Regions from separate parts of the Mus musculus genome. Here region 2 is linked to region 1. The links are chromatin contacts, called in public Hi-C maps. All regions are on one chromosome and are shown on one strand. Each heading gives the region's core, a stretch centred on a gene start, on an enhancer-like site or on the middle of the called end of the contact. The rest is flanking DNA. Distances are from core to core; before and after follow the strand shown.

Region 1 (2,700 bases), core at 149-2,648:
AAGCTTTTTCCCGGTCTGTGTCTGCGAGCTGCTATAATGATTCCAAAATGGTAAGCCTACAAAATCCTTAGCATACTCCCTGTCTGTTCCTGTGACACCTGTTCACTGAGAATTGAGCTGAGCCCAGGGGTGATGACGGGTGCTTCCGCCCTTACAGCAATTATATTCTAGTAAAGGACAACGGGAGGGAACAAAGCAAACATCAAATGTACTGAATGCTGGTCAGAGAGAGAGGCGTTATCCATCTGACCTGTAGAAACCTCTGAGGAAACATCAGTGGTTAAAAACCATGGCGTGTGAGGACCCAGGATGTACATATAACCGCTAAGTAAAAAGACCAAGTTTCCCCCTCCTAATTTCATATAGTATGGAAGTTTGAGAAACAGATATATAAATCTGAACTTTTAAATAACTGAGCAGCTCTGGAGAGATGGCTCAGCGGTTAAGAGCACTGACTGCTATTCCAGAGGACTGGAGTTCAATTCCCAGCAACCACATGGTGGCTCACAACCATCTGTAATGGAATCTGATGCCTCTTCTGGCACGTAGGCATTACATAAAGATAGGGCAGTCATATACATAAAAATACATAAATCTCTAAGAAAAAAAAGGAAATAAGCAAGGCAGGAAAGCTTCAGCACCATTGGATCAACACTTCTGTTGACATCTTTAAAAGAGGCTACTGTACAGTCACCGGCAAGCTTCCCCCAACACTTGTATAACTCTGAGGTGTGTCTATGAGGAACTCTTCCTTGGAGCCAAGTGATGCTGTCTCAATTCTGCTTGTGCTATGGACAGATGTCAACAGAAATACCAAGTGTACAATGCTAAATAGAGCTCCCAGTCACTCTTACAAAGACCCACACACATGTGGAAGGAAGGCTGTTACAGCTTTATCTCATCAGTGAATATTCCTAGCCACCTCAAGAAAAGAGTGAAATTTGTGCCAGACCTACCCTTCATCTTTTACATCACTTGGAAAATTCTTTTTCTTTCCTTTTCTTTTCTTCCTTTCTTCCTTCCTTCCTTCCTTTCTTTCTTTCTTTCTTTCTTTCTTTCTTTTTTTGTAAGCTAGTAAGTAATAGATGATATATTTTGCACTAAAAAATTACCAAATGCCAGTTTCCACATCAGCATAGCTATACAGACACAGTGGATTCCCTGCAGAGCTGGAGCAGTGTTTATGAAACGACCCCCCCCCCGCCCCCCCAAAAGTATGGTTCAAGACATTATGGAGACACAAGTCAGTCACATACAAATGAGCTGAGAAGTTTTCAAAAAGGCTCAACAGGAAATACTAAATGTACTGTTGCATTTCAGCAGCGCCACCTGACTGGCTGAGGCCCGCACGGCCCTGCTGCTGCTGCTGCTGCTGCTGCTGCTACCGCCGCCGCCGCTGCTGCCACTGCTGGCACGGGCTCTTACTTTCTGACTGGCGCTGGGGGAGGATGTTAGCAGCCAAACAGGTTTGAGCTGTGAAACTGGGTTCGTGCTGCACACAGCATTTACATGAAATGAGGCGAACAACAGTAAAAGGAGAGAGTTTACCACTTTGGAAGAAGGAATGCACGTCTTAGCTGTATGCCCTGGGCATGGGCTCCCTTCACATTTGAGTATCCCCGCCACCCACCTTGTATTTTATACAAACTAGGGCTCCGGCCTCTGACAGGCCACGATCTCATCTCAACTCTCTACCTGTTGTTGAGCAGACAATCTCTCTGTTTTGTTTTTTGTTTTGTTTTATTTCATTACAACTAATTAGATCTGGGAGGAACAGCCTAACAGAGCGATTTAAAAAGTGCAGTTAGAGCCCAATGATGGTCATTGCTTACTAGGTGTGAGGCTTTGGATAAATGCTCTAATAGTTTTAAATGCTTTAAATCTCCATTTCGGGGTATGTGAGCTGGAGGCGTTGGTATTTTTTACGTCACAGCCCTACCGATGAAATTATGAGATAAAGAACGAAGCATTTAGTAGACATCTGACACAGGGAGATTTGAAGGGAGCTTGTGTTCTTTACGGAGTACTCAATGAATGGGTGATTTTTGAGGGATCATTCTGTGTGGTTTGAAGTATATAAATAATTCGGATAAAAACAGTGTGTGTGTTTAGTGTGTGTGTGTTAAATTGAAAGTTTTTTTTTTCTTCAGTTATCAGGAGCCTCCAGATACCTTGAAACAGGTGCCCTGAACCCAGAACTACCTATCTTTATCCTAGGTTGATAGTTAAACAATTAAATGTATTTTAAAAATATTCCTTTGCTTCATTATAACACGTACCTTGTGAAAGCATGATGAAATGCACCACCAGGGAATGTGATAGCTGGAAGGGAGATCATTTCTCTACATCCACATGAGCAAGAACATTAGTTTTAGGGAAAGAAAACCGATCCAAACTAGTTGGAGGGGCATTTTTATTGGATTATAAAACTTAAAAGTATAGCAGTATATTGCCTTCAGATATAGCCAACTATAGGTGCCTGTTCCAAAGGCAATTCTTATTTTAAACAGAAAAACAATCCTTGTTCTTTTTTATAATTTATATATTTTTATTTTATTCACATTGACATTCTGCCTACTTACACCTGTGTTTGAGGGTCTTACATCCCTCTGGAACTGGAGTTACAGACAATTGTGAGCTGTCATGTGGTGCTGGGAATTGAACCTGGGTCCTTTGGAAGATCAGTCAGCACTCTTAACC
Region 2 (2,700 bases), core at 91-2,590, 260 kb after region 1:
TGATGCCAGCATGTGCCATCTGCATGAGCAGGAGAGCCTATCAGGGGTGGGGTGGGGTGGGGTGGGTGGAGGGCATTCCTGAAGAAGACTGACTTATCTGAAGCTTTTCTTCCTATTGTTTCTTAGTATCTAATACAAACATTAGCAAAGAGTCTGAAGCATAGAGGAGTGGTGATTTCTGAGAAGTCACACTTGTATGTTACTTTGTGTCAGTCCTCAAGGCTCACGTGCTTCTTGGTTATTCCTTTACCTAGTAATCTGTATACATTAAATATTTAACACTTACCCTTTTACTTTGTAACATGTAGTCCAATTCCACTTCTCATCCCTCAAACATACCACTGGGGAGATAATGGCATTTAAAATTGATTTGTAAACGTGTACTAGACAAGTGAAAATCACAGGAATTTCTCTATTTCACAAGATGCAGAAAAGGCAAAAAGGGGGCAAGTTTGGTGACTAGGAGTTAAAATAATTCAGGTGAAAGAACAGCAGGAGTAACTTTTCAAACTGCAGGACAGAAGTTGGGACACAGACAAGAGAAAGCAATTAGTCTAACACCACAGCCCGGGAGGCCCCCTGAATTCCTCCATGCTACGGTTCTTGTTTTTGGTGCCTGTTTTTCCTGGACCATGAGGTCACTCTGTTCTCACAGTGATCCTGCCAGGGCAAGCACAGACCTCTGGCTCCACAGGAAAATGAGACCATCCCATGGTAACCCAACTAGTCCTGGCAGTGCCGTGGCTTAGACTCTGATCCTGCTCTGAGCACAGCTGTATGCTACCTCCTTGCCTTGGCTGATAGCTCCAGGGGTCTCATGGTCATGTCAGAGGTAGAAACAAACACACAAAGACCCTCCTGATTTTAGAAGGAATTTATTTTAAACAAGGTTTACAACAGTAACTCATGTCAAACTGAACACATCACATTTTAAGAACCTAGAGACAACACAACTCTTCCTTTATTTTCTCTTAAGCACTTTTCAGATCTGCCTGCGTACCCTTGCATTTCCCCCATTCGTGTGTGCTTTTCAAAGACATCACATTGAACGCCCTTACCAAGGGCAATTTAAAGGTGGTGATCTATATCTTCTATATCACTCTTTATTATCATTACTGGATTATAGCACAAAAGGCAGTGTGATGTTTTCTTTCTGTGAATGAACCTCAGCTATTATTTGGCTTGTTTAATGAATTTCCAGCTGCTATGTATTTTCTGTTGACATGAACACTGAGGTAGGTAGCAGCAGTGTGCTTGTGCACTGCTCTGGTTGAGAGGTTGGAGATGATGGTTCACAATGCCTGCTCGTCTCTCTGGGTTAAGTACACCTTCCACCAGAACCGGTTCCAAGTTTCTTAATATTTAATGGGCCACAAGTGTGTAAGTGCTGCATCCAGTACACTCCTGCCTGGCTGACTGGCTGACATGTTCATTCTTGCAGTGAGACCTTTCACACACCTTTTATGTCTCAGCTTTGCTTCATAGAAAGGAAAGGGAAGGTGTATTTTATGATAAATGTTAAAGTAATGCACACAACCTTCTTAAAATTGTCAGTAAAGGCTTATTGATTTTGTAGTGAGGCTGATATTATAAATATAGTCTAGGTCACATCACCTTACCTCAATATTAAATAATTAGCACTCTTCTCTCTTCTCCTCTACCACTCAACTCTCCTCTCCTCCCCCTCCCCTTCATCCTTCTTCTTCTCCTTACCTTCTCCCTATTTAGGGATTTAAAGACTTAATGGATCAAGGACAATTACTGAAACGTGAGTAATATAGATTACTTAAACACTGACATTGAAATACTGTGCTCGGGACCTGACGCAGCAACAGTGTAAGAGACGGATGTGGCATGAGGCTGTGCTCTTGTGCACATAACAAACACCACGAAGTGTCTTTCACAGAATGGCTGTGAGGATGTTCTACAAGAATTGAAGATTCTTGTGATGGCGGAACACAAAACCATGCCATGTAGACAGAAGATACAACAAGCCTCTTTCTTTTGTAGCTCCGAAATAAAGCACAGGAGGTTTGACCAAGGGAAGGTTAACAATGGGCTTCCGGGGCAGTGTCCATGTGGGAAGCAGGGCAGGGTTAACTAGCTCTAGCTTAGCTAAGCTGAAGAGCTCCTCAAGCTGTATGGAGCAGTGCATGTCCTGCAGCTTGCTCCGGTTGTCTGGTCTCTGACCCCAAGGCCACCAGGGCTGGTGCATAGTGACTGGGAATGGGAAAGTGTAAAAGGAGGTGGTGAGGGCCTGACCTGCATGTAGACTCTGTCACCTGTTCAAGAACAGGGGACTGACCCAACACTCTTGCCTCTGGCATAAATATGACCAATAGCCACAGAAGCTGTGACATATTTAGCCTTCATGAGGTTTTATCAGTAAATTAAATATGGCATGACAGAGGTTTGTAACACTCTGGAGTTGAAGTCTTGTTGAGACCCTTGAAGGGTGAAGGACAGCCTCCCGTGGATGTATATGGCCTAGAGAAATTGTATATGCCCTGCCTGTAAATCAAAACTCCAACTGTGGTCAAAATTACTTGTGTGTGTGTGTGTGTGTGTGTGTGTGTGTGTGTGTGTGTTATGTGTACTGAAATGACACCACAAATGGAAAATTCCTCCCAATGAAAACGAATCCCCCAGTTTTGTGAACATTTGATTTATGTTCAGTCTCCAAGATAGCTTGTTACATAT

The links. A called contact is a pair of places that touch in the nucleus more often than the background predicts.
Region 2: a Hi-C map of epidermal suprabasal cells shows a contact between it and region 1, with 3 times the contacts expected there. The contact joins two enhancer-like sites. A contact is called at or near these places in 1 of 15 datasets of contacts at CTCF or cohesin (the NIH/3T3 cell line), 1 of 484 Hi-C or Micro-C datasets (epidermal suprabasal cells) and 1 of 115 datasets of contacts at active chromatin or transcription factors (embryonic stem cells).

The regions. Positions count from the first base shown.
Region 1 is chr10:125,797,488-125,800,187 of GRCm38.p6, forward strand. No RefSeq gene overlaps it. Among named protein-coding and RNA genes, the nearest start is that of Gm29862, 25 kb to the left of the region's middle. Within about 2 kb of position 1,399, at least 18 of the 459 cell types and tissues checked have an H3K27ac peak or open chromatin away from gene starts, as enhancers often do. A contact at or near this core is called in epidermal suprabasal cells, where this site is marked.
Region 2 is chr10:126,058,986-126,061,685 of GRCm38.p6, forward strand. No RefSeq gene overlaps it. Among named protein-coding and RNA genes, the nearest start is that of Gm30041, 34 kb to the right of the region's middle. Within about 2 kb of position 1,341, at least 2 of the 459 cell types and tissues checked have an H3K27ac peak or open chromatin away from gene starts, as enhancers often do. A contact at or near this core is called in epidermal suprabasal cells, where this site is marked.